Linked DNA regions of Mus musculus: regions 2, 3, 4, 5, 6 and 7 are each linked to region 1. Evidence: chromatin contacts called from public HiCAR-type, HiChIP or PLAC-seq, Micro-C and promoter capture Hi-C data. All regions are on one chromosome and are shown on one strand. The core of a region is the stretch at or near the end of the contact, and the rest is flanking DNA. Distances in the headings are between cores, read along the strand shown.

Region 1 (4,268 bases), core at 635-3,134:
CCCACCGAAGTCCCAGCCTGGAATCAAAGCAGCAGTGATTCCCACAGTGGAAGCAACTGGGGCCTGCCACCGACTGGGCACATAACAGCACCCCCCTCCAATTCCAATTTCTACTTAAATCAAGGAGAAAGCTAAGTTGTAAAAAATGCTTTACATTTTGCTTCTGAACTCCCAGTGGGTCCCGGACTCCTCCACAGGCACCTGTAACACTTGTTTTCCTGTCAGTAGAATGTAGCTTATGGCTCCATTACAGCTATCACAGCAAAATAAAGTCTACTTTGTAAAAGTATTTACATAGGAGTAGATTCAAATAAATATGAAGAAAATAACAGCATATGTGTAAAGAGAATAAATAAAAACTAAGGCAGGCGAGGCAATGGAATTTGGCAGTGTTGGATACTGTACCAAGATGGGGGAAAAAATCTTATGGAATCCTTTCACCAGACAGCAAACTCAGAATGTCATCAGAAATTTCCTTAAGGGCTTTTAAAAATATGCATGGAGGGCTAGAGCTTTGAGCCGTGGATAAGAGGGTTTGCCATGAGTTCCAAAGCCCAGCATAATACCTGTGCCTATGACCCCAACATTGTGATAGTCAAGGAGGTCTGAGAGTTCACTGGCCAGTCACCCAGAAAGAAAACTGCCGCCATCTTCAGGTTCTGTGAGATTCTGACTCACTAGAACAGGGCAGAGCGCAACTGAGGAAGACAGTCGGAAACTGCCTGTATAGGTGTGTGTACAAACACACACACACACAACAGCTGATGAAAAAAAAAAAGGCACTCCGCTTAGAACCTTGCTTCCACTATTCCCCGGTTGGCTGAGCAGACTCAGTATTTCTTCTATATAGACACTACTCCTCAGACATTTAAGACAGAGGCACCAGATTCTTCCAAGGTGGTCCTTCCTCTGAGCCGGGAAGTAAGCAGAATTGAGGTCGGGGATAAAGAGTTAATAATATAAAGCTTCTATCCTAGACAGGTTTAATTTCAGGGTGAAAGGCACACATTAACACATAAAAAGCCTAAAAGTCAAGATGACTACAGATGCTCACTACATTTTACAGGGATAACTTTTCTTTGGAATCATTTGTGGCATAGCATGAGACCTGGGAGGGAAAGGAATCCGCGGGCTAAAAGGCAGTCGAGAAACATTCCAGACAGATGGAATCCAACCTGCTGAAGGCCAGGAGGAGGTAGCTAGGTTCTAACTGTAACACAGGAATGGTCCAGAAAGAAGGGGTGGGGACAGTAAGGCAAGTTAAAAGCCGAATTTTATTCTAAAGACAATGGGACTCCCAGTGAGAGTGCCTTGGCCCGTCTAGTCTTTTAAAATGATCATATGTAACACAACTTTGTGCACACGTGGCGATAAGGACGCTTCTGCAGGAGCTGGGCTGTGGGGTGCTGACGATGGTCAAGGAGCAGTAATTTGGGGGTACAGTAAGCAAATCGTAAAGCTGCCAACGTTCCCCGAGCGCTCAGCTCTGCCCAGACACAATTCCAAGCGTACAGACTCATTTCAACCTCAAGACAGCCCAATATCACGGCGGTGTCCCTGGTGTGGAGCGTGGTCCACGGAGGGAGCGAAGGCCAGCGGCTCTGCAGCGCGTCCCAAGGGTTAGGAGCGCAGGGTCCGGGGCTCCCGGGACTCAGAGCGGAGGAACCCTGCCCAAGGACCCCGGCCTCGCCGCTCTCCTCGCGGTCCTCACCGAGCCCTGCTGGCCTTCCACTACCACATCTGATGGCAGCGGCCATCGCGCCGCCATGAGGAGGGCGGGCGCAGAGTTACCGCCGCCGCTGCCGCCAGAGCCCGCCCCGAGCCGGCGCCCGCAGCGGCAGACACCTACCTGACCCGCCAGGCCGCCGCCGCCGCCGCCGAGACTCCGCCCCGCGGCGCGCCCGCGCATGCGCGCAGTTCAAACTCGCCGGCGCCGCCGCCTAGCTAGCCAGCCGCTTCCCCTTCCGGAAGCCCCCCACTGGGTCCTAAAGACAGCCTCATTTGCCTGAGACCAAGAGGACCAGAAAAGAGCCGAATGAACGCCTCACTCTCTGCTAGTTTCCTGTTGAAAGAAGAGAGAAACAGAAAGCTGTGGTAGCTTCTCTCTCGAGGTTAATTTGCAAACAACGACTCCATTCTGGGGATGCTTTTAGGCAGCTTCAGGCTCTCAAGGCTAAGACAGCGGCGTGCTCTGGGAGATGGGTGAGCGGTAGAAAAAGACAGCTGCTTCAGACTTTAAAATCGACTGCTAGATAAAAAGTTAAATGAGCTCCCATCAGACTCAGAACCTCCTTTGAAGGTTTCTCCTTTGAAACGGTCATGTTCTTGTCAATCTCACTGATTTGCCAGAAGGGTAGAGGGTATTCCTCATCTTCTATAAAGATGTCTGGTATGGGATTCTTGTGCTGTTCCTTAAGTCAGCCTCACGTCAGGCATCGCCTTCCGGGGGGTTGAATAATCAATTCTGTGTAAACATTCAAAAAAACGGGACATTCCGTTTAATTGTCCTAGACACAGTGTTACGTGCCAGGGTTACCAAGAGGGCGAAAATAAACATAGTAGCTGCTCTGCGAAGGCCGTCCAAAGACTTGCAGTTTAAAAATGAATCTTGGTGTTCACTCATTATTTGTGTTTGTGTGCTTTTTTTTTCACATTCTTCGTGTGTCTCCTGCCAAATCTAGCAATGACACGGGTCAGAATAATCAAAAAGAGTTTATTGTAAATTTGGGAGAGAGCCTGAAAGCAATCAAAACGAGTTAAGAGAGCCCAGAGGTACCAGACCTCCCTTAAGACAAGAAAAATCGAGTAGGGGCGGGGCCAAGGTCTGGGAGCGGGCCTTGAGGCCCCGCCCCATCGTTAAACAGCGCCTTTAACCAATGACAGTACGAAATCAACGCCAGTGGCTCGGAGACTGACCAATGGGAGGAGACGTTGGAGTTGCGCGGCGAAGTTGAGTCCCAGCGGTGGTGGGCGAGGCCGCAGTGGCTGGTCTGTGTTCTCGCTGCAGCGGAGGAGACGCCTGGCTTGGTCTCCGTGTCGGTGGCGATGTTCTTGTCAGAGGCAGGCGCAAGGCCCCGAGCAGGCGAAGCCAGCGCCTCAGAACGCAGGAAATGGGTGAAAGTAGGTGTGGGAGCGCGACCCGAGTTCAGACTTAAGCCTGACCAGGGCCACTTCTGTCACCCCTCTTGGTTCTGGCATTGCTGCAGGACTCTGATCACTTCCCCGCCCACCACACTGTCCACGGATAATCACCTCGACCTCCTATCCGTCCCATCACCTTCCCAATCCCAGGACTGAGCTTTCGAGTACAGTTTATTCCAGCGGTTTAGAGGAATGGATTTGTCAGCCCCTTAAACTTGGTCAAGTTCCTTAAACTTTGGGGAGAGGGGACAGAGGGAAATCTTTAACTCGGCGGTTATATTGCTTGAGAATTAAAACTAGAGTACTGAAACTGCATTTTGAAAGCTCCACAACCAGGTTGAGTTTAAGATGTCTGTGTTTCTGGTTTCTGGCTTACTAACTGTAGATGTTTAATATTCCTTAGGTATTTAAAGCATGCGATGAAGACAACAAAGGCTACCTAAGCCGAGAGGACTTTAAGGTTGCGATTGTAATGCTGTTTGGGTACAAACCCTCCAAGGTTAGAACGTTTCCTCTCTTCCCCTCGTCTCCTTCTCTCTCCCTTCCTCTTCTCCCTTCTTTAGATGGGGCGGATAATGCTGTAGAAATGAATCCTAAGAAAACTGGCCAGGAATACTTTCTGATACCTGTAGAGCAAATCTCTGATTTATAAGCCTAAAATGCCTCCACCACCTAATTCCCCGCAAACCCCTCCCCCCTTTAAAGGCCCAAACAGGTGCAAACTAGGTATCTATGCCAGTAGAGGCAACAAACATCTCCACGAGTATTTATAAGAAATATAGGGTGGTAGAGAGTGGGAGTCTGGGAGGGGAAGGTGGTCTTGTAAGAGGAAGAATCCACCGGCTAGCTGATACGTATAGTAAAGTTTCTGGGTGGCTTTATTTAATTGGTAAAAGTAATATGTTCATACAGTCCACAAGATCCCTTCTCTTTACGCTAGACTGGGGTCCCACTTATCAGGGGTTAACCAGTTTCTTCTGTATTGTTCTACATACAGGTATAGGCACAATCTTCTACAGAAGTTCCACACTGTTTTATCTTAACATCCATTTTCCACTTAGCAACAAACCCAAAGCAAACCACATTACCATCTTAAAATACAGTTGTACAATATTCTCTTTAGCCAG
Region 2 (4,268 bases), core at 708-3,207, 980 kb after region 1:
TGCATGCGGACATGCCTTTGCATGTATGGGTAGAGAGGCTAGAGCTCAGTGTTGTCTTCCTCTATGCATCTTACTAAAATTTTAAAATCACATTTATCTATCTATCTATCTATTTATTGGTGACTACCAGGGGCACATGTGTAAGTGAGAATCAGAGGACAATGTGCATGGGTTGCTTCTTTGTAATATACATGGTTCTCAGGGGTCAAACTACAGTTGTCAGATATGGGGACAAGCTCTTTTACCTACTGAACCATTTTGCTAGCCCAGTCTTCCGCTGAACCTGGGCCTCAGTCGTTTTAGCTGGGCTTTACGGTTAGTGAACCGCCATGATACACCTGTCTCTGCCTCCTTAGCAGTCAGCTTTTTATGTGAGACCTGGAGATGCGAAGCTCAGTTCTTATACTTGGGCAGCAAGCACTCACCTTCTTAGCCATCAGCCCATGGCTGACCTTACATTTCTTTTATAGGCTGGAGGATACATATCTCGGTGCCAACACATGAACAGAAAACCACAAATAACTCCATTTGCTTGAATTTTAGAATACACCCCACATGTCTGAACTATGTAGCTTCAGACTGGACTAGGAGGCATCAGATTACCAAAGGATTATTGTTCTTTTACGTAAATGGTTCACCAGATGTTTACTTGTTGATCCATATCTGGGGTCTGGTTGCATGACTTTCAGAAAGCGGTAACACCTTGTCCAGGGTAAAGGCTTGACTGACTTCTCTGCCATGACCCTGCTAACAGATCGCATAGAGAACTGGTGAGATTTGCTTTCCTCTCTTTAGTATTCATGAATGGTTCACTTTCCAGCCACCGCTGTGCCTCCGTCATCTCTTTTGGTCTTAAGTTGTCATCTGAGGATGGCTTAATTAAGAATGTTTTTGCTTCAAACTCTACCCTTGGGTCATTAAAAATTGCAATGGAAAATATGATAATGGGAAAATAAATTATTTAAATCTAGTATTAATCTGAAGTTCTTAAATATGTACCATGGGATCTGTAAAACATTGTGTTGAAAAAAAAACTGTACAGAGAGAAATTCTTATTCTTCTACACCCTACCTCATAAAAATTATATGTAGCTAGTGATTAATATTTCACGATGTACGGCAACAAATATTTAATTTTTTCTAAGCATACATAGATGTTACATAGTCAACATCTCTTCCAGGAGTAGTCTACCTGATCACAATTATTTAGGCCATCTGATTTCACAATTACTTTAAAACATGCCCTTCTTCATTTTAATCAAGAGATAATTGCTGCTATCCAAAACAGCAGCTGAAAGATCTGCCAGCGGGGTGGGGGTGGGTGGTGGTGGGGTGCGTGGGGGGGGGGGGTGGGTTCGGAGTTTTGGTGGGGACAGTGATGCACATTTGTAATCTCAGCATTCAGGAGACAAAAACAGGAGGATTATGAGTTTGAGGCCTGTTGAACAACAGTAGTAACAAATCCAGGACTATTTATTAGGACAGTGTATCTAATGTGTCAAAAGCACATTTGCGAGGTTAGGTTTTCTTCTTGCCAAATTTCTGGACCAGAGAGCACCATGATAAGCAAACACACACGTATATGTAAGGTATGGAGGAGGCGATTAAAGAATAAAGTGAACATTCTATTCTGGTGTTATTCATTGGCATATGAAATAGCTGAGGTCTAAGGGCAAGCGGGATTCCCCAGAGATTCCTGAGCAAGCAAACCCAGCAACAGGAATCCAAATCTGGGTGGGGTAATCCAGGTCTCGCGAGGGTGGGAACGGGTGCTTAGATCTTGGTAGGGAGGACTGCGTGGGGGGGGGGGGCGGGGGGGCGGGGGGCGTTAACCACAGCCTGGTGGTGGTGAGCAGGGAGCTCTCTGATTCCGCTCTACTCCGGGAGGGGCGGGGCCACCTGAGAGGTGGGGCTAGCGCAGGGGAGGGGCGGGGCCGCGCGGCTCCGCCCTCCCGCCACTCAGCTGGGCTCGGGAGCGCGCGGCGCGGCTCCGCCGGGGCTGTGGAGGCGAGGTAGCGGCTAGACCGGAGCGCCGCAGGTGACCCGGGCGGGGAGTCCGGTGCGCGGGGCGGGCGGAGAAGAAGCGGGCTGGAGGCGCGTCCCCGTCCCCCCTCTTCGCTTGGTTGTCTTCCAGCCTAAGGCACTGGGCTGAGGGGACACGGCGAGCTCCCAGACGCGCGAGGCTCCCGGACAGCCGGCGGCGCTCGCGGCCCTCAGCATGTTCGGTGAGGCGAGGCTTTTCCTCCCGCCCGTGGGCTGAAGCGGCGGCGGCGGCTGCGGCGGCCACGCAAGCGAGATGCACCTGCCGGGCTCGGCTTAGAGGAGCGTCCGGGCCGCCAGCGGGAGAGCTTTCGTCACCCAGCCCCGGCGGCGACCGCGGGCCCGAGCCGCAGCGACGGGTGGGCGCACCGACATGGCGGCTCGGAGCGCCCCGAGCTGCCACCTGCGGCTCGAGTGGGTGTACGGCTACCGGGGCCACCAGTGCCGCAACAACCTCTACTACACGGCGGCCAAGGAGATCGTGTACTTCGTGGCGGGGGTCGGCGTGGTGTATAGTCCGCGGGAGCATCGGCAGAAGTTCTTCCGCGGCCACAGCGACGACATCATCAGGTACGGGCTCGGGGAGGCGGAGGGGTGGGGTGGGAGGGGGACCGCTGTCACCCCTGCCGAGCGCCCTCGGAGTTTGCAGCTGCCTGTCCTTCTGGAAGTCGTGGCCGTTCACGCAAAGGGGCATCACCCAGGACAGCGATGTGCATCTATCTGGTTCGGAGCCCACCCACTTACCACTCCGCTTTCCGCAGCGCCCTTTTCTAGGGGAGCGAGCCTACGGATGCTCCGCAGGCCTTCGCTTGACTGGATTTGTGACCTTTTCCGTTCCATCAACATCAGGAGTTTAGACTCCGTGATTGGTTTCTTGTTAAAAAGGAAATCTTATTTCGCTAGGGAAAGGAAACACTTGACAGAAGACTAACCCAAGCTCTGCGGTACTCAACTCTTGGCCGTAGTTATTAGTTCAGATTTCACTATCTGCAATTATCAGCAGATAGCAAAGAAACTCATGTGTTACTCGGAAGGCAATTCACTAGAGGTTAAAATTCGCACGCTGGAAGGCACTTGGAGGGTATGTCTTTTATGAGAAATAACCTTTACCACACCGATTTCCGATTCTGTTTATCTTCATCAGAGTAACCTTAAGTTTACTTTCTTATTAGTAATTTCAATCACAGGGTGACAGTATCTTGCTCTCTATTGATCTGAATCTTAACGTTGGCCGAGATGTTTGGTAAGCTGTACATATAAAGGGTAATTTTCCACATTTCAGTCGAACTCTAATGTTAAAGTTGGGAGCGTTTGAATTGATTATTGCCTCAAGCACATTTCTGTCTTCCAACAAAGCGAATGTATTACAGAAAAATTTGCAAGTGTGTTATGTTGTTGCTTCTGTGTTCTTGACCCGGGTTCTGTGAGCAGGCATATTTGTTTCTTCGTGGATGTTTCGAATTAGGCACATCAAAAATCAGTATAGTGGTTTGATGCAGCGTAAGCAAGACACTCTGGTGCTGAAACTCTACGAGATTGTTATTTTAGCTCTCTGTACATATATAAGGGGGAAGGGGACCCCAGGCAATTGGAAGGTCAGCTGGGATGGAACAAAGTAAAAGTTAACAGCATATAAGATTGCAGAGAAGGGAAGGCTTGGTGGGGGCTTATTATCATTCTCTTGTTCATTAGACACTGCAGTGAAGGTTTTCCAGATTCTAGTTTTTTGGAAAGGAATCTGACAAGCAGTTTTATTTTTCTCAATTTAGGAATTTTCTGTTGTAGTGGTAGTCAAGGCATGAGACCTAGTGAAAGCCCCAAATCACTAATTTGAACAGAAGTTAATAGTAATTTCCCATCTTATTCACCCCAAGAAGAGAGTTATCTCATTTTCTTTTCTTTTCCCTCTGTCCTGCCATGTCTGTCCTTCTGTATGGATTGGGCCTCTAGCTTTACAAAACTACATGAATAGCTTTTGAGTAGCAGCCTCCCACCAGATATTACCAGGTTAAATTAAGTTAGTGGTGAGGACGTGAAGGATATGGCGGGTGTGATCATGAGTGCAAGACCCTGTTTGTATGGAAGTTTTCCAAAACTTGATGGGGTTTATTTGAGAGGAAGATGAAGCTATGCCTTCATTCTCCTAGCAGTAGTTAGAGGCTGTGTTATATAGCACACTGTTTGACTTTTTTTTTTTTTTTTTTTGGTCATACTGCAGATTGAACAAAT
Region 3 (4,268 bases), core at 1,179-3,678, 960 kb after region 1:
TAGTCACCAAACCCAGACCCTATTGTGGATGCCAACAAGTGCTTGCTAACAGAAGCCTGATACAGCTGTCTCCTGAGAAGCTCTGCCGGTGCCTGACAAATACGGAAGTGAATGCTCACAGCTATCCATTGGATTGAGCACAGGGTCCCCAATGGAGGAGCTAGAGAAAGTACCCAAGGAGCTGAAGGGGTTTGCAGCCCCATAGGAAGAACAACAATATCAACCAACCAGACCCCCCCCCCAGAGCTCCCAGGGACTAAACCACTAACCTAAGAGTACACAAGGAGGGGCTCAAGGCTTCAGTCGCATACATAGCAGAAGATTGTCTTGTTGGACATCAATGTGAGGAGAGGCCCTTGGTCTAGTGAAGGCTCCATGACCCAGTATAGGGGAATGCCAGGACAGGGAAGTGGGAGTGGGAGTGGGTGGGTTAGTGAGCAGGGGTAGGAGGGATGGGATAGGAGCATTTTCGGAGGGGAAATGAGGAAAGGGGATAAAATTTGAGATGTAAATAAAGAAAATATCTAATTAAAAAAGGAAAGAAAAAAAGGAATGTTCAGCAATTTAAGAGACATATTACTTGATACTTTTTCATCTGAATTTCTTCAATGTTCTCAATGCATTTGTGGTCAAATAAATGTGTGAATAAAGAGAGAGAGAGAGAGAGAGAGAGAGAGAGAGAGAGAGAGAGAGAGAGAGAGAGGAGTATACATTCCCTGCTGGCATTTAATGAGGAAGCGTCCAGTAAGCAACTCTTGGGAATCCTGTGCTGGGGAAACCATCCCAACTCAATGAAAACAACACATAATGTTCTTGAGAACCACTGAGCCTAGAACAATGTCTGGTACATCCAAAGGTCTTAACAAACTTCCCTTGTAACAATGGTAAAGAGATTTTATACTGCCTTGTTCCAAAGCATGCTGGATTGTGCTGGAAATGTCTTTAGCAGCCTTTGTAGGACCAATGTACCAAGCAACGCTCTTGGGGGGAAAAAAATCTCCATCTACACACTCACAGTCCTTTACTGAGCATGAATAATAACAACACTTCTAGAATCACCACCAATACAGTTTGTTCTGCCGGACGCCTATGACCATTTATTTGAGCATCCTTCATCCATTCGCTCAGAGAGCAGCAGAGTCCAGGAACAACCTTCACACTCAGGCTTTTCTAGCTTTCCCTTTCTTTCCTAACAACTCCAAGGCAACACCACTAGAGGGAAAGCAAGAAAACCAGGGTCTGAATAGGTACAATACACTGTGCATGTACCTAAAAGCACTGCCAAACTGGCACAACTCTACTCTTAGGCTCCTGTTTTTCTTCTCGCCTCTTCCAGGGGCTATTTATTCAATGATAATGTTCGTGATACCTCCCCCATTCATTATTGACCTTTGCATTCATTATACACAATAATGCTGTATTTATTAAGTTCCCTTTTGCCCGATCCCCTTTAAAGACAGGTTCTCCTTTAGCTCACCAGGCTGGCCTTGAACTCTCTACCTAGCTGAGCATGGCTTTGAACTACTGATCCCCTTGCTGTACAGGAGTATACCTTCATGTTGAACTGTTATATGTCCTTCTAACCAAGGCTATCAGGTCTTCTTCTGTCTTATATTTCCCTCCTACAAGAAAAGTTTCTCTTGCCCAGGTAGTTTCTTTAAAAATAAATATATCCTTCCCTCATCTACATTCTCATTCTTCTATCTTGCCTCCAGTTGAATTCATGACTCAGAAACAAAAGTTCCTTCACACTTGGACAGAGGTCTAAAAATGCGGTAGATCGCGTGCTTCACTATCTGGACCAAAAGACAGCTGTGTTTAAAGGCGGCTGCATCTCAAGTCTTTGTTCACATATATATTTTCCTTTTTAGAAATCAACCAAGTTAGGAGTGTGACCAGTGAATGACCAATGAACTATCAAAGCCCCTCACAAACTTAACAGAGTCCCTTTAAATATAACTAATTCTGAAAAAGGTGTGCTGAAGTTTATAGCAGGAGCTGTCAAAGCACAGGACTCAGGATTCCCAGGGGATGCAAAAGGCAGGGACCTACTGTCCAGGATTCCAAAGAGTCTCGCTCCAGGTGCCTTTGCGGATTACACAGGCAACTTCTTCTTGGGCCCTCCTCCCGGGCCTCCCTCAGGGGACAGAGGGATCCCGCCCTGAGCCCATGGCCTCAGCAAAGAGGATCCACAGACTGCCTGGGGCCGGCCAGGTACCTGATCATAAGGGGATTTCTCCAGCATCTGCGTGCATAGATCGGCGCAGAGCTGGAACTTCCTGCGTCTAAAATAGCTCCAGGCCCGGAGCAGTGGCTCCATCTCTGAGCCCATGGTGGTCCGGGACAACCCTCAAGGAACCCAGAGGCCCTGTACCCAGAGCCCGGCCCGGGGAGGGCGGGGTTCGGGAGCAGCGAGCGGGAGGCGTCTGGCTTTGCTGAGCAACGCGCAACGGCGGGGCCTGGCTAAGGAGGTGTCCGCAGCGCGCCTGAAAACAGGGGACGGGAAAGCCTCTGAGAGCCGACCTCAGCCAGAGAGTTTGCAAAGAATTGCTGGCAAAAAAGTGTTCTTTTAATGACAATAGATTGCATTAACTTTGAAAAGCCACCAAGCCTTTAAAAGAAACAGGTAGTGACTTAGACACCTCGGACAGGGTCCTCCGTGCTAACGAGAGATGCAGTTGCCTAGCAACCATCCGGTTGCTTACCCTGTAAGTGCCAAAAAAAAAAAAAAAAAAAGCCCACCTAAATTGACCCGGGTTGTGTCTCCTGTCTCACTACGCCCCACTTCGCGCATTCCTACTGCTGTCATATTTCTGACTCTAGAAACATAAATGCGGAAACAGTTTCTCCTGTGCCCTAAATCCAAAACCTCTACAGTATTTTTCCGTCTCACGGCAGTGTTCAAATTGCAAGGGATTTGAGAGCTTGCTTAGTCCAATACACTCATTTTACAGATGAGAAGATGAGATAGGCTCCAAAAAGAGAAATTATTTGCTTCACTTGTTTGGAGTTAAGGAGGCGAGACTATAATTTACAGATTGAGGGCATTTCTTCCAAAGTAGATAATGTATGGAAAGGGAGATTTGTTGTTGCTGTATTGTTTTGGTTTTCCTTTGGTTTGGGTTGTTTTCTTTGGTTTCAAGATCTTGCCATGCAGCCTAGGCTAATCTGCAGTGCAGCCTCCCTAGTGCCAGTGCATACAGGTATTTGACACCAGATACAACAAATAAACTTTTGAAACCCCGTTTATGGGCACGTGTCGTCTGTCAAATGTTTTCATGTGTGCAGTGAGTTTTGGTTTTGTTTGCTTTTATTCTTTCCCTGCAGAAGACCGAGTCCAGGGTTTTGGCACGCGCTAGATAAAGATTCTATTGTTGAAATCACTGAGCTAAATCCCCAGCCCAGAGTGGTTCTGACTGATTGAACCACTGCCCGACTTTCCTCTACACATTTACAAAGATGACAAATATCTAACAGCAAGAGCCCATAATGCAGAAATGAGGCTGGGGTGAGTCTGGGGGTGGCTTCTTAGACCATCCTCCTGCCTCCTTCCTACCATGACGGAAGACAGAAGAAAATATCTGAATAGTGAAGAGTTTTCTGACGGTGTCTACACTTTCTCTCACAGATAACAATCAATAAACACAGACCTTTTGCAGTTTCCTGAAACCACTAGAGAATCACAATGCAAACATTATATTTAACCCAGGTAGCTTTTGCAGATTTCAACCCGACGTCTACATTTCAGAACAAAGGAATGGATTGTGAATATTTCTAGTCTCATTTTCTAAGCAATCCTTCTAGAATTTTTGCATCTTGGAAGTGACTAATTATGAAGATTATAAGTTTTATAGTGATGATTAATACTGGTCCATCTGTGTTTCCCTAGAAGGGACTCTAGAGATGGAATTTGTGAGAAGGTCCCAGTGAGGTAGTCTGTGTGAAGGTCATGGTTTCAGGAAGGCATACATGTTGGTCATGGACAGCTTCAGTACTTCACAGGGGCCTTTTATTTTATTTTATTTTTTTATTTTTAATATAAAAGACTCCTGTGTAAATGATTTTCAACCCTTATACCCCACACTGACTGTGGAATGACCAGTTCTACCTCAGCTTCTAGACCATTGTGGTTAAAGGTATGGACCGCCACAGTACATATATCTTTGAAGTTTCTAAGGTTGTTTTTATTTTATGTGTATGAGTGCTTTGCTTGCATGTATGTCTGTCCACCGTGTTTGTGACGAGTACTTGAGGAGTCCAGAAGAAAG
Region 4 (4,268 bases), core at 1,233-3,732, 930 kb after region 1:
GCCATGAGGATAATGGACTGCACCTCTGAAACTATAAGCCAGCTCCGCCTAAATGCTGTCTTTTATGAGGGTCACCATGGTCATGGTGTCTCTTCACATGGTGCAATAGAAATTAGTAATTATTTTAAAATAACATTATAATTAATAGCTATAGTAAATACTATTTATTATTAATAATATGTATTTAATATAAACCCCTCAAGTGTTTCTTTGTAAAGTCACAGGTTTGTTGAAGTCCAACTGTAGAAGGACTTTGGCAAATCTTAACAATGTAGTCTGTGGACATATCCAAACACTAAAAACTTTTGAGACTCTGGTTACAGTTATGACAACTTCAGGATGCTGAAATTAAAGAGCATATGGAAATAAAGATTCCAGATCATCAGCCCACATGTATTACTGCCAAATACCATCCAAAAACAGAGAGAGAAAGAGAGAGAGAGAGTCACTAAAAACTCAAATATATACATATAGGTAACAATAATAAAAGAATAAATACAGTTCTCTTCAGATCAACTCAACTATACCCATGCTACAGTGTACATGTGGAGGTCAGGGATAGCTTGCAGGCCTCAGTTCTCCACTTCTACTATCTAGGGCATAGGGACTAAACCCTGGATCTTGGGCTTGGTGGCAGGTGACTTTACCTACTGAGCCATCTCATATGACTGATGTTATTTATTCTTTTTGTTTTTGTTTGTTTGTTTGTTTGTTTGTTTTTCGAGACAGGGTTTCTCTGTGTAGCCCTGGCTGTCCTGGAACTCACTTTGTAGACCAGGCTGGCCTCGAACTCAGAAATCCACCTGCCTCTGCCTCCCGAGAGCTGGGATTAAAGGCGTGCTCCACCACACCCGGCATGATGTTATTTTTTCTTAACATTGAAAATGCAACTTCATAGTACTCTTAATTGCTCTAGCATTCTCCCTATTATCAGAAAGAAAAAAATGTCTGACCCACATGTCACTTTAATTTTTAATAATGCTTCCCAAGTAGGAACACAGAGACAGAAATATAATTGTCACATCAAAGATCAATTTCACTTTCTTAACGTTTAAACGTCACTTCACAGTTCTTGCTATTTACCTATAATATCCCCTGTATTTATACAACATGCTTTCTTTTGAAAAATAAAAACTGAACCGCCCCTCTATTCACTTCAGAGTCAAAGTTGCAAAATATATAAAAGGTTTATTTTTTTAAAAAATGCCCGGTTTGTGCTCATTATCTAAATCCTTTTGGAAAATAACATTTGCGATAAAAATCTAAAATGGCATTTTAATGTTAGCGTCTGATCCACAGAGTACCATGCGTACATGTGTGCGTGTGTGTGTGTGTGTGTGTGTGTGTGTGTGTGAGAGAGAGAGGGGGGGGAGGGAGGGAGAGGGAGAGAGAGAGAGGGAGAGGGAGAGGGGGAGGGGGAGGGGGAGGGAGAGGGAGAGGGAGAGGGAGAGAGAGAGAGAGAGAGAGAGAGAGAGAGAGAGAGAGCGCACATTCGGGCTAGTAGGCAGAGAACACGTGCAGGCATCTGTCCTTGGCATTCCTCCAGTCAATCATAGGATCAATGCAAGAGCTTTGGCAATTATTTGTTTAAGGAATAGCCTGTCATCTTGTAAGTACAAACAGAAAATGAAAGTTCTTACTTTTCAGTGAGTACAAAACAAAACAAGCTACCTCCTTGAGTGTTCTATACTAGAGCGACGAGCAGTGAATATAATGAGGGCCCAATTACAAGCATTTGATTTTACCAAGATACTTAATTTATAGCTAATATAAACCAAAAGTTGCTATTAAACCAGGAAACGTATGAAAAGCTTGAGAAAACAATAGAAATGAGGCCTAATCTCCACCAGTGCTTCCAGCCAAGCTGAGTGGCTGATGACTGTGAGTGCTCAACAGGACACGTGGGATGAAGGAGTCTTAAAGCTATTCTCAAGAAACACATCCAAGAATGTCTTAAGTACATGTGCGCATGTATTTACCTACATTTCTATTTGCTATTATAAAAGGATACTTTTTGATTTAACATCATATAAAAACAAGCATTTGCAACTTTTATGATTTTTGGAAATTATTATTTTAATGGATACACAAAAAGTCCATCTTGCCATTTGTTATAACTTATCAAATCTGTTCTCGAGTACTGAGCATTTATATTGTTCTTCAATTATTTTTGCTACTATGTCTATAATAATCATGTCAAACACAGCTACATTCCCTGACTTTTCTGAGAGCTGAAAGCAAAAAACAAGTCACGCCAATGTGTTGATGGCTATCTGCTTCCTGTTATCATGCCATTTTCTAAACTGCACCCTTTGCAATGTTATCTGTGACTTGTAATAATTTATGACACTCTCCCTAAACATTCTAAAGTCTTTTCTTTTACATTTCTTGTTGGCAAGAAAATACATCTCTACTGCACCTGCTTCCTGCTATTTCCTCCAAACTGTCTGTCACAGGGTCATTTCTATGTTCATAAGAAGCCCTCTAAGGGCTGGGGAGGTGACTCTGGGTAAGTCTCTTCTGACCAAGCATGAGGACTGGGAGTTTAGATCCTCAGAATCCACTGTGTGTGTGTGTGTGTGTGTGTGTGCGTGTGCGTGTGTGTGTGTGTGCGTGTGGGTGTGCGTGTGTGTGTGTGTGCGTGTGGGTGTGCGTGTGTGTGTGTGTGCGTGTGGGTGTGCGTGTGTGTGTGTGTGCGTGTGGGTGTGCGTGTGTGTGTGTGTGTGTGCGTGTGGGTGTGCGTGTGCGTGTGTGTGTGCGTGTGTGTGTGCATGTGTGTGTGTGTGTGCGCGCGCGCGCGTGTGGGTGTGCGTGTGTGCGTGTGTGTGTGGGTGTGCGTGTGTGTGTGTGGGTGTGTGTGTGTGAATGTGTGTGTGTGTGTGTGTGAATGTGTGTGTGTGTGTGTGTACAGGGCAGGAAAGCATAGTGGGGAGCAAAGACAGTGTGATGGTTTGTATATTCTTGCACCAGGGAGTGGCACCATTTGGAGGTGTGGCCTGGTTGGAGTAGGTGTGTCACTGTGGGTGTGGGCTTAATACTCTCACTCTAGGTGCCTGGAAGTCAGTCTTCCACTAGCAGCCTTTGGATGAAGACATAGAACTCTCAGCTCCTCCCGCGCCACGCCTGCCTGGATACTGCCATGCTCCCACCTTGATGATAATGGACTGAACCTCTGAACCTGTAAGCCAGCCCCAATTAAATGTTGTTTTTTTATAAAACTTGCCTTGGTCATGGTGTCTGTTCACAGCAGTAAAACCCTAACTAAGACAGACAGGGAGCCCTCTTAGTTCCCTAGACTAGCTAGAAGGGCAAGCTCCAGGCTCAGTGGGAGAGTCTGCCTCAATCCATGGTACACTGTGATTGAGGAAGATACTTGACAGCAATGGCAGGCCTCCATGTGTAAGCACGCACATAGATACATGCATGTGTGCCCATATACATATGAACATACACAAAAGTGAGAAATTGTCTGGTTCTTATATACAATTCCTAAATAGTGAGTAGAAGGGGAAAATATACCTATAGGGTGATTTTAAATATTGTTTGTCATATCGAAAAAAAATATTATCTGAACTTTTAGAAAGCTTTTTTCTGGCATATATGTAGTATGTATATGAATGTTCATACGTATACATGTTCATGTATCTATGTTAGGTTGGACTTGACAGCAAGCAGTAATCTGCCCATCTCCACTGCCCCAGCACAGGGATACAAGAGCATGCCACCATGACCAACAACTGCATGAGAGTTCTGAGGACTAAACCCAGGGTCTCATGCCTGGGTGGACAAGCACTTTACTGAGCCATCTCCCTAGCTCTAATTCAAACTCTAATAACCAGGCAACCCCACGTCTAACAGAATGTCTCCAAACAAGCTTCCTCAGTTGTCATTTAGTGACTCAAAAAGATCTACTGCAAGGTCTTCCTACCTGTTCAGCATTGCTTGTTTTGAGTATGAGACATTACTCATGAACATAATCTTATAAAATTTATAAATAGAAACTGGTTCCCAGGAAGATTTTGCATCATTTTCTCTTCCCGAGATGTACTTAAAGGTCATTTTGTTATTTTTTTTTTCTCTTAAATCACTGACTTCTTCTAATGAACTACCTTCCCTGATGAGGTTGTTACATGGAACTCAAGCTTTCAAATGCTGCCAAGGGTCCTCAACTCTATTTCCTACATTTGAATAAACATTTTCTAGTGTTTCTATAATTTCAGAATATATTGTATAGCAGTAGTTCCCAATCTCCATTGAACACTGGCACT
Region 5 (4,268 bases), core at 1,273-3,772, 840 kb before region 1:
CTTTCTACTTTTTAAAGGCCCATGAGCTAAGGATGGGTTTTGCATATTTCAATGTTTGAAAAGATATTAAAACAATAATATATTATGGCATGTGAAATTCAAATTCCAATATCCATTAAGACATCTTAGGGGAACACAGCCATTTGTTATTGTCTTTCTGTTTTCTATTGACCACTTTCCAGAAAAATTGAGTAGTTATAAATGAGAGTCTACGGCTCACACAGCCTTGGATTTGCTATCTGTCCTCTAACAGGAAGATAGTTTGCCCATTCTTCATCTAATCCATGTGCAATTTAGAAGATCATTTTTGCATTGTTTATGCTCGTCTTTTCTTTTCTCATTATCACCTACTTCCGCTACAGAAATTAAGCTGTCAGTGCTACACTTGCAATACATTCTTTCCCAGTGAGTCCTCTCTTCCCGTCAGCCTCATGGGATTCGACAAGTTATAAGAGAGTGACTTTGCTGTTCTAACTAGTGTAGGGGACTTCATTACTAAATAACTTCTGTGCCTCAGTGTAACATTTACGATCCCTCATTGTCTTAAGGACACGGTTCATCTTCATTCTCAGTTTGCCCGGATTTGGAACCACCTGGGAGACACACCTGTGGGTGTCTCTTTAATGGCATCTCCAGGGAGGCTTAACAGGGAAGATCCACCCTAGCTGTGCTGGGTGTCCTGGATTTAATAGAAAGGAGACTGCTGAGTACCACAGTTTAGCGCTGTCTGCTTCTGACCACAGACACAACTTGACCAAGTGGTCTCCTGTTCCTCCATCTTCCCGCCTCCATGATACACTCTATCCTTAAAATGTAAGTCACTCCCCGACCCTGCCCAGGTCTTTCTTTTTTCTCTTTTGAGTGTTTTTAAGAAAAGGTTTCTCTGTGTAGCCCTGACTATCCTAGAACTCGATATGTAGACAAGGCTGGCTTTGAATTCACAGAGATCTGCCTGCCTCTGCCTCCTGAGTGCTGGGATTAAAGGTCAGTGCCACCACACCTGTTCTTTCTTTAGAATGCTTCTGTCAGGTGTTTTTGTTTTGTTTTGGGTTTTTTTGTTTTGGTTTTTTTTTTTGTTTGTTTGTTTTGTTTTTTTGTTTTTTTTTTTCCAAGAAGGAAAATAAAGATACACTCATCTTTCCTATACAGCTGTTTCCCTTACACTTCATTTAGCCTACCTGTTACTTAGGTCACCAGCATTTGATCTCCTCTAGACCTAGGCTCACAGCTTACCTCTGTGTGAAATGTCTCCAGTTTTGTCTTACTTGCCCTTTAAATTGGCTATCCAGATTTTCTCCTTGCCCTAAAAGCCTTGAGAATAATCGTTGCCATCTGTGCCATTCTCTAATGCTTAATACTGGTTCACAGTTTTGTTTAAATTCTTTATAGTTTCCTGTGCCTGTATACAAGTTGCCCATCTCTCGAGTTCCGTTAATAGCTTTTCAGGAGCAGAAATTGAATCTTATTTTATGATTCACCACACTCTTTGAGTTTCTTAAACATGAAAAATTGGGATGAGGATGTAGTTTAACTGGTAGACTGCTCGCCTAGCATTCATAAAGCTGGAGAGTTCAATCTCCCGCATGTCATAAGCAAGGCATGGTGGCACATACTGCGAATTCCAGCACTGGGAGGTGGTGCTAGACGTACCAGGGGGTCAAGGCTAGGCTGAGCTACACTCCCCACCTCCACAAGTTATTATTTCAGATTTCTCATCCGGAGCCAGAACCTTGACTTTTTGTGTATAGGAGCTACCTGTATTTAATTTTTAAACGTAATTTAGTTTTGCCTTGTGTGAGCGATACATGCCCTTAATTAAAGCTTGTGTGGAGGTCGGAGGTCAACATGTTAGTTCTTTTTCATTATATGGGAACTGCACTGTGGTTGTCCACGTCTGGCCGCAAGCACTTTTACCCACGGAACCATCTTGCCGGCTCCTACCTGTATTTAAACACAAAATTCATTTAATTTATTTAGTGCTACAGAGAATAGTATCATTCGAAGACATGCCATCTTCCAGACAGTCACACATTTGTGGGCCGTTCCCTAGGACCCTCAGACGCGCGCGAGCGCAAACACGTGGGTGACAAGTGCTTCCCTCCAGGACCCTCCTTTGTCCACTGTGATTGGCGGACCAAGCGGTCCAATCGTCTTTCCCCGCCTCTTTCCGCAGTAGCCAATCAGAGGTCCGGAGCGCCTCCTGACTACTAGATACTGTTTACTAACAGATCGAAGCTGGGAATAAGGGGTGTGACCATTCTGGGGAGGTCAGGAGAGGGAAGGCCTGCCTGCGCGTGCGCACCAAAGCGAGTAGGTGGGGCATTCCGTGGGTCTTGCCAATCGGAGCGTTCGCGCTCCTCCCTCTCCTGCCTCCCCGCCAAGCAACAACAATTCGAGCAGCGGGGCGGGGCGGCTCCTGAAACGTCAGGACTAGCCGCCCAATGGGAACGGGCGCTGGCAGACGCGCGCGCGCTGCGCCCAATAGCGCTGGTGGCTCAGGGCTGTCTCCTGGGCTGGCTGTGGGAGGAGCGGCCTGGAGGAGGAGGTGGAGGCGCAGGGCGCGGGGTTGTGCCGTACTAGCGGTGCCCGCTGAGGGGAGGAGGCGGAGGAGCTGCACGGCCAGAGCGGGAAAGAGACTCGCCTCAGTGTCGGAGTTGTGGCGCTGCGGCAGCTCGGCTCCTGGAGCTGTGGAGAGACGGGGCGTCTGCTGTCCCATCAGGTTCCCCTAAGAGCGACCCGCGCGATCGGAAAGAGGGTGAAGATGGAGGGGGAGGGCGGCGGCAGCGGCGGCGCGGGCACCAGCGGGGACAGCGGCGACGGCGGCGAGCAGCTCCTTACTGTCAAGCACGAGCTGCGGACCGGTGAGCGACCCCGCCCTCTGCTGGCCGGGCCAGCCGCGGAGGCGCGCCTGAGAGCCGGCATGGGTGCGCGCACAGGCCAAAAGGGGCGCGGGCTGGGGGGGACGGGCCCGGGGCGGGGCTTCGCGGGCGGGGAATAGTCCGGGGGTCCTGGGAGGCTCTGGGCACGGAGAGGAAAGTTTGCTCCTGCTGGGCCCCCAGTTTCCGACCCAGCCTGGGAAGATGCCTTTATGCCCCCTTTCCTGCATAGGTGACATATCTGTCACTACACGCTGTCTCGAGGGAAAGGTACTCTTTCCCTCAAGAGGTGAGCTGTGTGGAGCTGTGTGTGATGGAGCTTGAAGCTTGAACTCACTTTACCCTGCACCTCTGCCTGGGATGGTTCAGGTGTGAGGGGAGTGTGTGTGTTTGTGTGTGTATGTATGTCTGTACCATCCCTAAGGGACAGCGATCCTGCGAGAGGGGTATTGGTTCTCGGTTAGTCTCTGGTGAAGGAAAAAGGCTTCGTGGTCCTCTGGAATTAAGTCCTTTCTCTCAGAGTTATCGTGAAGTACTATACTCTCTGAAATTTGCCAGGTCTTTTGGCAAGCAGCCTCTATAAATGTAAAGTTTTGGGTGAAAGGCTTCACTAGGCGACTTAAGTGCTTGCATCCCCTGTGCTGGAGATCAGTAAAGCTCCGTGTGCTAAGCTTTTTACTTTTGCTTTTTCATTGTGTAATTCCGGGGTTTGTTTTGGAAAATTCTTATCTGGACCAATTGGTAAAGTTTGGGTCTCCCCAGCCCCATGGAGTCAGGTCTCCCCTTACACTATCATTTCTGCATGGAGAATGTGTTAGAGTGGATCGATAGTTATTAGTGTCAGTGGTTTTAAGATTTTTGACACTTAAGTCTTTGGCACATTATATTAAGTAGACACAAATGGCAAATGGCAGGTTTCAGGTAGAAAGCGGGTCCACCTTGCTGCTGTTTGGAACAGATTGAAACAGATGGATAAAGTTAACTACAACCCACAATTCTTGATTGCCCATTAGTATCTTTGGTGCCAGTCTTATGACTTAGTATAAGATGTAAATTCATGCCTTCTCATTTATCAGTATAAGCACTGCAGTTTTGATGGTTCTGACTCTATAATGTATCCTGACCCAGTTATTCCATAGTATTTTTGAATTCCTCACATAAACAGTGTAGATTCCCTTGGTTGAGATCTTCACTCCAAATGTTATCAAAAAGTGATGTTTTCAACGGGATTTTAAGCCATTTTTCTCAGTATACATGTATGTAGTGTTAATGCCCAGTTTACACCAGGAGCAGTGTCACATTTTCTAGAGTAAGGATTTTGGTCCACCTCCCCCCCATCTTACATAATGATTCCTTGCTGTAAGTGTGTGGAATCATACAGTACAACAAATG
Region 6 (4,268 bases), core at 1,012-3,511, 820 kb after region 1:
ATGTCATGACGTGGTGCTGCAGGGTCACTAAGACCCAGGCTCCTAACTTCCCTTCTCTTTCTCAGTGTGAAGTTTACAGCCTCGAAATCAGTTCAAGTCCCAAAATAGTTGCTAGTCGTTTTTATAGGAGTTTCAGGCCAGTTACAGAAGCTAAAATAAGACCAAAAGGCAAGCGCCCTAACAGCTCATTCTCTTTCAATTGCTTCTAGGAAGTTCCAGACGAAACACTTGCTCACATTTTGTTGACCAAAAATAATTCCAATGTCTATACTTGGTAGTCCTGTAGTGCCTGGTGTCAAATCAGTGTTGTATTGTTAGAGACACAGGGAATGGGTATCATTAGCTGCTAGCCATTCTAAGAAAGGCTTAATTGAGATAATTCATATACTGTACAATTCCCCCCACTCGATACATATGGATTTCATGGTTCTGATGAATCCGCAGTTGTGCATTTATGAGCTGATAAGAGTTAATGACACCTTTTCATTTCCTCTCCACCACTCTGACGAGCACCCTGTAGCCATTCTACCACCCCTAGCTTTCTCTCTTTCCTTCCCCACATAGTCTCCAGACGTTAGCAGCCTGCCTCTTACACTGTAGGTTTGCCACTTAGGACGTTACAATAGAAGTGATATCAAATAAAATGTGGTCCATTGTGACTGGCTTCTTTCACAGCACGCTCTCACCAAATTTCATGCTGGCTATAGGGCGCACCCATAAGTTCTTCATCTCGTTATTGTTTTTAGATCAATACTCTACTGCACAGATATGTCTCACTGGTTTACCCACTTTTTAGTTGATGGGCTATTACAAACAACACAGCAGCGGGCACCTGAAACAAGTTTGAAGTGAACACATGCTTTTATTTTTCTTGGGAGTCGGATTTCTGACTCATGTGACAACTGGACACCTGCCCTTTTGATGAGCTGTCGGACTTTTCTGAAGTAGCTGTGCCATCTGATGTCACCACCACCCCGCCCCCAGCAGTACCAGAGGACTTTCCATTTTGCTGCGTCCTTACCCTGTGTATTGTTAGTAATCCTTTGTATGGCAATGGATGTGGAATTGCACCTCCTCTACCTGTTGACAAATGATACTGAGCCTCTCTCATCGTTGGCCACTTATCTTTCATCCTTGTGGAAGCATCCATCTGGATCCTTGGCCAAGTGTTCAAACTGGGTCATTCATCTTTTTAAGACGGAGTTGTGAGAGTCCTTTCTGTATCCCGTATACAAAGTCCTTTACTGGATATGTGATTTGTAAATATTTTCTTTCATTTTGTGTGTTACCTTTTCATTCCACTGGTCCTGTCCTTGAATGCTTATTTGATGTCCACCAATGACAAATGTCTGCCTTTTGCCTTTATTGCCTGTGCATTTAGTGTCATATCCAATAAATCACCACTGAAGAGTTACATTCACTTAAATGAGCTATAAATCATTTAAATGACTTTCCAAAGCCTAGATTCTGTCCCAGGTCTTAAGGGCCTTGACCCTATCTATGTTCCTTATTTTCATGTTTATCCCTTTAACAACTCTTCCTCTATTTAAGGTGTCCTAGGCCTGTCTCAACTCTTCAGAACAAAAGGGGACAACTGAGACATCCTTCATCTTTGTGCTCAGGATGCTATTACCATGCCAACAGCACTGGAGCTTCTGTGCACACCCTAAGGACACATGGAACTGAATGACTGGGGAGCCGCTGTCTCAGAAGCGTCCCCTTGTAGGTCCACCACATACATCACCGTATTAAGATATCCAAGGAGGGAGCTTGCAATAAAGAAGCCACTTTGACTCTGTTTAGTGGTTGAGTCAGGTACATGTTTCAGCGGGCCTTCCATTCTCAGCATTAACATGCCCAGGAATGTATCATTAGTTTAGGTTTCCTATATCCCTTTCAACTTTCTCCAGTAGCGATACCTTCCTTATACTTTGCATGGTCCCTGACTTTCCACTCACTTTCCAATAATAAAGTATGACAGTGCCAGTGGGCTTCATAGTAACTACAGAGGAGAGTTAAGTTGGTTGACAAATGGAGGCGCAGGTAAAGAAAGAGAGGGGCACACGGCGGATGAAACTGGTCTGTGACATGTGCCCGGATGGCGCTATCTTACTGCTGACTCACTTCCAGATGTGTCCCGGGAATGCTTGTCTTATTGCTGACTCACTTCCAGATGTGTCCCAGGAATGCTTGTCTTACTGCTGACTCACTTCCCGGAGACCCTGATCAACCTCTCTGCAGGAACCTGATGAGTAACGCATAGCTCAGACAGTGCCTGGGAAAGCAAGTGCCTTTCTTCCTCAGGATGAAGATGGCAGTTGGGTACTGTCAAGTCCAAGTTGGAGAAAATGCCCCTTCCTTCCTGACTCTGTGCTGGGACCTGGGAACATGGATGCTCTGACACGCCACCCACAAGCAGCCAGTGTTCATTTGGGAAATAGACAAAAATGCTCTGTCATTATATTTTCTCCAAGGAGGGCCTCAGTTAATATGTAGACGTTTGTTTCCAAGTGCGCTCCTCCGCCTCCCTCTCTTCCCTCCCTCCCCCCTTCTCTGTGTGTGCATGCTAGAGTCTGATGATATTATAGGGAGGAAGAACCTTACTGTGTGGATCTAATTAAAACAAAAATACCACTTCTTTTTTTTTTATTTTGAAAGCATTTGGCTGATGTTAATGAACCATCTGGGGCTGATTTGATGGTTACTCCAGGGGCTTTGGCAAATAAAAGGGGGTGGGAGATTCCAAATTGGGTATCTTTCAAGCCTGATAGTTGGACTTTAGTTAGAACAAAGTCAGTGGAAAGCAACTCAAACTGGCTTAACGTGAAAAGCCTGCAATTACTCTGCTCCAGCTTGGGGTTCTGAACCATATTCGGGCAGGGAGCCTGGAGCCAGGCACCGGTCATGCCCAGCTTGGCTCTGTCTGTTCCTGTTGAGGGGCAGCATCCTTAGGTGGACAATGCTTGCTCTGGACCTCTCTTTTAGTTGGCTGGGGCTTTGTCAAATATGCTTCAGGAAGTCGCAGGCGGAGACTGTTAGGTAAGTCACGGGATCTTTCTGTGTGATTGGTCTAGACCCCTCCGGTTCCTTTTCTAGTGAAGCCACATCTAGTAAATTAGAATGTTAGCTGTTAGGGAGATGTGGTCACAGAAAGTGCTTGGCCACTCTTAAGTGATGGCCAGTAACAAAAGCATGAAGCAGCCCTGAGAACCCCGTCCTGTTTGGTGCTTTATATAATGCTTTCATAGGATTGTAACTCATGAATTGAAAGATGCCCAAAATAAAGAATTCACAAAGTCAATGAATTTTAACCAGCTACCTTTTCACTCACTACCCACACCAAGAGAAAGACACACACAGAGAGAGAGAAAGAGAGAGAGAGAGAGAGATCCCTCTCTGACTTACATCCTTTCAAAGTTCTCCACAAGTTCCGAGTTTATCGGAGGAAGCATCTGTATTAATGGACCAACAGATTGGAAAAGGTACAGAGAGAGGCTTCTCTGTAATGGGTCTGTTTGTTTGTTTGTTTTAAGTGCCAAGAGTAAAATTTGTTTCTAAACTGGTTTCAAATCCATGCGTATTTTCGAGGCACTGACTAGAAGAGGGACATAGAGAAAAGGCAGAAGCTAGAGTCTGTTCTATCCTTGCTTGGAAGTCTGATCTTGATAAGCAAAGAATGTAATTAAAATGGATTACAGACTATTAAACACACACAAGAACAAAATGATTGCAGTGTGTGCATGCCAGTAATTAAAGCTTTAGAGGAGGAAAAAGTCACCATCACTTAAAATGATTATCTGTCAAGGTTAGTAACAAATATTGACATGCAAGCTTTCCCCCCCTCCCTGTTCTTGCTTCTTAGAGGCAGGCACTCAGCAATTAGTGGCATATATTCCAGAATCAATATGGCCTCGGGTCCAAAGCAGAGGGATCCATACATTTTAAAATGAGTGGACAGAGTGGCAGACAGGCTCCATGGAAAAGAACTGCTGCCAGGATCATTCAATTAGGGCTTCAAAGACAAAGAGGAGCCAGTCAGGGCAGCGTCTCCTTAAGTGGGTTTATCTCAAAGATGTTCTTATGATAACCACAGGGAGAGACTTCTTCACATCAGTGGATTCCATACTTTATCTTTACTATTAAAACAACTGAAGGTAGGAAGTGGAGTGTTCCTTAAAAGTTCAGTGACTCAGTGGCTCAGTGACCAGAAGCCTGGGCTCTGCGGCCAGACTTCAAAATCAGTGGATTCAGATTTCAAAATCATCAAT
Region 7 (4,268 bases), core at 1,032-3,531, 650 kb after region 1:
TCTGCCCAACGGGTCTCAATCCAGCTCCTTTCTGTATCCGCGCCTCTCATAGAGTCCCATAAAACTTCCAGATCCTTCCCAGAAATACACACCTCAAGCAGCTCCCAGTAAGCCCTTTATGGACTGAACTCCTGACCCAGGTCCCTCCTTCCCTATCCTCTTGGCCTCCACATTCAGGTTTGCCCCTTCTTCACACAGGAGCTGCCTCTGTTTGGCTCTTCATAGATGCTAATGAGAAATAGAGGGGGGGGGAGGGTCCAGCTCCTGAGGGGAGGGGGGAGGACAGGCTCTACAGCTGCCTGCTGTGAAGGACTGAGTGAGCTCTCTTCTGCCACCTTAGTGAGTGTGTCCCAGATGACCTGGTGGAAGTAAGCATTGAGCGTCCTCAGAAGTTTAATCTCTGAGATTGCTCCCAGTTTGGGCTCTAATACAATGTTTGATGTACAGTGGTGTCCGTTGGTTTTATGAGACACTATATAATAGAAAGTATTGCTATTTTTAAAACGAATCAAATAAATTAACATCTTAAAAAGAATTTCTTTACCTGTGTGTACAAGGCCCAAGTGGAGGTCAGAAGAAACTTGGAGTTACTTCTCCCCCAGTAGGTGAGTCCTAGAGATCCAACTCCAGTCAGTCACCAGGATCAAGGCAAACCAGCCAAGCCAGCCAAGCCATCTTCCCCACCCCAAGTGTGAGTGTGTGTGTGTGTGTGTGAGTGAGAAATGGAATCAGTAATGAAATCCACATTGGATTCATTAGCTATCCTTTTTGTTTGTTTTTGCAAAGTGCTTAGAGAAAATAGGCAGCTAGACATTGTGGAGAAATGCAAAAAAAAAAAAAAAAAAAAAAAAAAGCTATTGTGTTCTGCAGCCCCAAATGGACAGTTTCTTTGGAGAATAAAATTAAAAATCACCCCCTCCCGTCCCCTTTTTACTTCTAAATCTTGCTGAGTAGGACTAACCCGGGCTGCCCCTGAACTTGAGCCAATTCTCCAAGTTCCTCGGATTCGGTTGTCTGTGTGTGACGGGTTCTTGTGTAGCCCACGCTGGCACACAGCTCCCTATTTAGCCAAGGATGCCCTGAGCCCCTAAACCAGAGTGCTGGGGTGTCACAAGAGTACTGCCACACTCAGCTTATGTTTATGGTGTGTGTGTGTGTGTGTGTGTGTGTGTTTAATTTTTATTTATATTTGTGGGGTTTTTGTTTTTTGTTTTGTTTGAGACAGGGTTTCTCTGTGTAGTTATGGCTGTCCTAGAAATCTCTAGATAGACCAGGCTGGCCTCTAGCTCAGAGATCTACCTGCCTCCTGACCCCTGCCCTCTGCCCTCTGCCCCCTGCCCCCTTGCCTCCTGCCTCCTGCCTTTTGAGTGCAGGGACTAAAGGCATATCCTGTTTTACTTTTAAAACATAATCCATTTTGACCGCTAAGTACAGCTCTTGCTGTTGCTGTTATCACCTATTTACTGTGCACATGAGTCCATGTGTGCATGGCATGGTGCAGTTGTCAGAGGACAATGCTGCAGTTGAGGCTGGGTTTCTCCTGTTTATGCCACATAAGCCAGGAAGGCTGACCCAGGCTAGTTATCCTGCCTCTACCTCCCATATCTCCATGGGAGCGCACAGTTTACAGAAGTGCCCTGCAGCAGATGGCCGTCTGCGTGCACTCCCGGGATGCAAACCCGGGTGATCAGGGCTTGGACAGCAAGTGCTTTCTTTACCTGTCGAGCCATCTCCCTGGCCCAGTGTCCTGTTTCTAACCTTTTCTTTCATCAAGTACCACTCAGTAAACAAATGGGATACGAAGTTCAGTTCCGAACTCTTTTTAATTGAAATGAGGAAGGGTGGTGTTTAATCTGTGACTTGTCTATCACGGTGACACTTGGGATCGATATGGCCGATGCTCCTTTACAGAGCAGTGAGCAAAGCCCCGGGGACAAAGCCTTCCTTTTAATAGGCTGTGAGGTTGGTTGTGAGAGTGGCGGTCAGCTGGGTGGTGTGTGGAGCCAGAGTCCCGAGACCCTAGCAAGCCAGCACGTGGTCATAGAATCCTTGCTGTGTGTGGCGTTAGATTTCTTGGCCAGTAAATAACATGAAATTTTTTCAATAATTACTGTAACTTTGAGAATGTGCCCCTCTATAGGTTCTTCCTTACCCGTCTGGATCATTGTACCCCGACACTTGATATATGCAGTTTGTATTGGTGGCCACATAGAGAGTGAGCTTTGAGATGCAAATGTTCCGGTCTCAATTAAATGCCTTTGGTGTGCATTCACACCCAGTCCCTTTGCTTTCTCTTACTGAACCAATAGAACACAGTACTGGGGTAGTGTATCTCTCCAGCGACACGCCTACAGAAGCAGTGAGGTAATTATTCCTCTTCTTAAACTCTTAGCTTGGGACACCTCTGAGGAATGGCTTTATTTCTCCTTACTGAATAAAGCTTTTACAAATACAGAAACCCACCTTTCACTCTCAGGCAGCTCCAGTCACAGAGAAGTGTATGGGTAAAAACTGTATTTCTTCGAAGTTCATGCCTCCAAGTGGGAATCGCCCCTGGCCTGGGTTTGGATGTGGACAGGACTTGTCTGTGAAGCCCTCTGCCTCTGTCCTTAGGGAACTTGGGAATTTCCCATCTCATTCAGCCCCACAAAGGCTAGTGAGATATTCATTCTCATTTTCTCTCTCTCTCTCTCTCTCTCCTCTCCCCCCCCCCCCCCGTGTTGACTCTGTCTGGATTGTGTAAGGGGCTACTAGTAATAGGCAAAGGCGCAGATACTCCTAAAAAGAAAGGGCTGGGAGGTCTGCAGGCTCCTGAAAACCAGAGAGGAACTGACTGACCTTTGCTGCAAAGTGAGTTGGTAGTCACATGGCTGAAAAACCGCGTTGGATTTATGAGCTAAAACTCTGGGATGATCTTTTAGATGTCCTGCCTTCTTGTTTGCACGCATGGGATACACAGAGAATCCAATGTGTTTTGTGTTTTAGATATCCCTGGGAAGATTCCAGTTGGGGCCCTGTGTTTTGTTAAAGCGACAGAGCTCCTGTCTTCTTTCTCTAGGCATGGCTGGGATGGAGAGGTTCCAGTGGGGCCTGTCTACTGTTAGAGACTGCCAACCAACTCACCCAGGGCTCACTCTTGCTTTACCTGGGCCTATCTCTTCTTTTTCATCAATAAGATGGTTTCAGAGGATAACTTCTGAAGTCTGTGTTTCCCTGCCCAATGCTGAGACCTGTCTGTCTGTCTGTCTGTCTGAAAACCCAGACAAGTTTGATTTCCTGTGGAATGGTTTGTTTAGTGGCATGATTGGAGATAAGTTTTGATCTATGGCCACATAGGGGTATAAGGTATAATAAACTAATAATAAATTGGCATTTTTCAGTGACCTAGAGCCTCCATAGCTACTTTTTATAAAATGCCCAAGTGAAAAACTGATCAGAAATTGATCTTTTCAACTTGGTCATTTCATGGGTAATTAGACTGTAGATACACAGTAATTACTGGTATATTAATTTGAATGGTTGCTTTGGCCTTTCCCACATGTCCTGAAAGAAGACGGTGTTGAGGCTCCAGCTTACTGTGTGTCTATTTAAAGTAAAATATTTCTCAGTGGAAAGGGATAATTAGGAAACCCCAAACAGATCCCAAGTTCACTCCCCAGGGAATAAGTGTAGATGCCCGACCTTAGAAGTTTCTGGGGCATTGGCTGCCCATCTCTGTGAGGTCACTGGGTAGAGGCTGTATCCTCCCTGTTTGTACTTCCCAGCATGGAGGCCAGGCTGCCACAGAGGTCAATGTGGATACTGTGGTCACATTCTAGAAAGAGAGCTGTAATTATGACTTCTAATTATGTGCAGTTATGCCTACAGAGTTAAACGTAAGGGCAGATCCTACTTGGAAGTTTAAGTTAATTGTCTACAGGGTCAGAAGGGTGCTACCATCTGTCCTCTCCCCCTTTACCCCCTCTCCCAACCTAACCAGATAGGCATGACCTTTGGTGTGTCAGCTTTGACCATTGGTTAGCACTTCTTACAAGAGAGGGTCACATATAACTCCTGTTCCAGGGAAAAATAAAATTTGATCAGGTCATGACCCAGCCTGCCTTCCCTGTCTCCCTGGTAGCTGTCTTACACCGTGGGAACACTTGGACTTTCATGTCCTGAGCCCTGACTTTGTTGAGAAAGAGCATTAATCACCTTTGGACAGGTAGTCTGGTGCTTTATTTTGGTTTTGAGGGGTTGGTTTGATACCATCTTATTGTTTTTTATTT

Evidence for each region. Promoter capture Hi-C pulls out the DNA fragments that hold promoters and counts their contacts. Hi-C and Micro-C count contacts between places; a contact is called where the count stands out from the background. HiCAR-type assays count read pairs that join an accessible place to other places. HiChIP or PLAC-seq counts read pairs in DNA pulled down with a chosen protein or histone mark.
Region 2: a Micro-C map of embryonic stem cells shows a contact between it and region 1, with 4 times the contacts expected there. The contact joins the promoter of Eml5 here to the promoter of Tdp1 in region 1. A contact is called at or near these places in 10 of 39 promoter capture datasets (the 3T3-L1 cell line, 3T3-L1-derived adipocytes, embryonic stem cells and 3 more), 7 of 484 Hi-C or Micro-C datasets (CD4 T cells, the G1E-ER4 cell line, embryonic stem cells and 2 more), 7 of 115 datasets of contacts at active chromatin or transcription factors (T-cell acute lymphoblastic leukemia, astrocytes, embryonic basal ganglia and 4 more) and 2 of 9 other capture datasets (adipose tissue and liver).
Region 3: a contact with region 1 is called in a HiCAR-type map of astrocytes, with 5 times the contacts expected there. The contact joins the promoter of Ttc8 here to the promoter of Tdp1 in region 1. A contact is called at or near these places in 11 of 39 promoter capture datasets (the 3T3-L1 cell line, 3T3-L1-derived adipocytes, cranial neural crest and 7 more), 2 of 484 Hi-C or Micro-C datasets (LSK cells and embryonic stem cells), 5 of 115 datasets of contacts at active chromatin or transcription factors (astrocytes, bone marrow-derived macrophages, embryonic basal ganglia and 2 more) and 1 of 9 other capture datasets (liver).
Region 4: a contact with region 1 is called in a promoter capture Hi-C map of liver, with 4 times the contacts expected there. The contact joins the enhancer-like site here to the promoter of Tdp1 in region 1. A contact is called at or near these places in 11 of 39 promoter capture datasets (the 3T3-L1 cell line, the HPC-7 cell line, embryonic stem cells and 5 more), 1 of 115 datasets of contacts at active chromatin or transcription factors (bone marrow-derived macrophages) and 2 of 9 other capture datasets (embryonic stem cells and liver).
Region 5: a contact with region 1 is called in a promoter capture Hi-C map of pre-B cells, with 2.5 times the contacts expected there. The contact joins the promoter of Rps6ka5 here to the promoter of Tdp1 in region 1. A contact is called at or near these places in 3 of 39 promoter capture datasets (erythroid cells, liver and pre-B cells), 1 of 484 Hi-C or Micro-C datasets (embryonic stem cells) and 1 of 115 datasets of contacts at active chromatin or transcription factors (bone marrow-derived macrophages).
Region 6: a contact with region 1 is called in a FOXA1 HiChIP or PLAC-seq map of pancreatic cancer cells. The contact joins the enhancer-like site here to the promoter of Tdp1 in region 1. A contact is called at or near these places in 3 of 39 promoter capture datasets (embryonic stem cells, liver and second pharyngeal arch cranial neural crest), 16 of 115 datasets of contacts at active chromatin or transcription factors (bone marrow-derived macrophages, embryonic basal ganglia, embryonic forebrain and 12 more) and 4 of 9 other capture datasets (adipose tissue, embryonic stem cells, macrophages and 1 more).
Region 7: a promoter capture Hi-C map of embryonic stem cells shows a contact between it and region 1, with 4 times the contacts expected there. The contact joins the enhancer-like site here to the promoter of Tdp1 in region 1. A contact is called at or near these places in 9 of 39 promoter capture datasets (the 3T3-L1 cell line, 3T3-L1-derived adipocytes, the C10 cell line and 5 more), 2 of 484 Hi-C or Micro-C datasets (bone marrow-derived macrophages and nephron progenitors), 5 of 115 datasets of contacts at active chromatin or transcription factors (astrocytes, bone marrow-derived macrophages, embryonic basal ganglia and 2 more) and 3 of 9 other capture datasets (adipose tissue, embryonic stem cells and liver).

Annotation. Positions count from the first base shown.
Region 1 is chr12:99,882,134-99,886,401 of GRCm38.p6, reverse strand. It overlaps Tdp1 (tyrosyl-DNA phosphodiesterase 1), which reads right to left and starts at 1,884. Exons shown (of 16, transcript NM_028354.5): 1 at 1,850-1,884. Efcab11 (EF-hand calcium binding domain 11) reads left to right here and starts at 2,960. Exons shown (of 6, transcript NM_030172.2): 1 at 2,960-3,120; 2 at 3,545-3,640. The coding sequence starts at 3,046.
Region 2 is chr12:98,899,173-98,903,440 of GRCm38.p6, reverse strand. Eml5 (echinoderm microtubule associated protein like 5) reads left to right here and starts at 1,957. Exons shown (of 44, transcript NM_001081191.1): 1 at 1,957-2,609. The coding sequence starts at 2,413.
Region 3 is chr12:98,918,734-98,923,001 of GRCm38.p6, reverse strand. Ttc8 (tetratricopeptide repeat domain 8) reads right to left here and starts at 2,428. Exons shown (of 14, transcript NM_029553.4): 1 at 2,219-2,428. The coding sequence starts at 2,332.
Region 4 is chr12:98,948,770-98,953,037 of GRCm38.p6, reverse strand. All of the region lies in intron 6 of Ttc8 (tetratricopeptide repeat domain 8), which reads right to left. Among named protein-coding and RNA genes, the nearest start is that of Ttc8, 30 kb to the right of the region's middle. Within about 2 kb of position 2,482, at least 3 of the 459 cell types and tissues checked have an H3K27ac peak or open chromatin away from gene starts, as enhancers often do. A contact at or near this core is called in the HPC-7 cell line and liver, where this site is marked.
Region 5 is chr12:100,723,374-100,727,641 of GRCm38.p6, reverse strand. It overlaps Rps6ka5 (ribosomal protein S6 kinase, polypeptide 5), which reads left to right and starts at 2,522. Exons shown (of 17, transcript NM_001330702.1): 1 at 2,522-2,861. The coding sequence starts at 2,762.
Region 6 is chr12:99,061,979-99,066,246 of GRCm38.p6, reverse strand. All of the region lies in intron 2 of Gm40554 (a long non-coding RNA gene), which reads right to left. Among named protein-coding and RNA genes, the nearest start is that of Gm40554, 40 kb to the right of the region's middle. Within about 2 kb of position 2,261, at least 29 of the 459 cell types and tissues checked have an H3K27ac peak or open chromatin away from gene starts, as enhancers often do. A contact at or near this core is called in pancreatic cancer cells, where this site is marked.
Region 7 is chr12:99,228,229-99,232,496 of GRCm38.p6, reverse strand. All of the region lies in intron 4 of Foxn3 (forkhead box N3), which reads left to right. Among named protein-coding and RNA genes, the nearest start is that of 4930474N09Rik, 68 kb to the right of the region's middle. Within about 2 kb of position 2,281, at least 23 of the 459 cell types and tissues checked have an H3K27ac peak or open chromatin away from gene starts, as enhancers often do. A contact at or near this core is called in embryonic basal ganglia and embryonic stem cells, where this site is marked.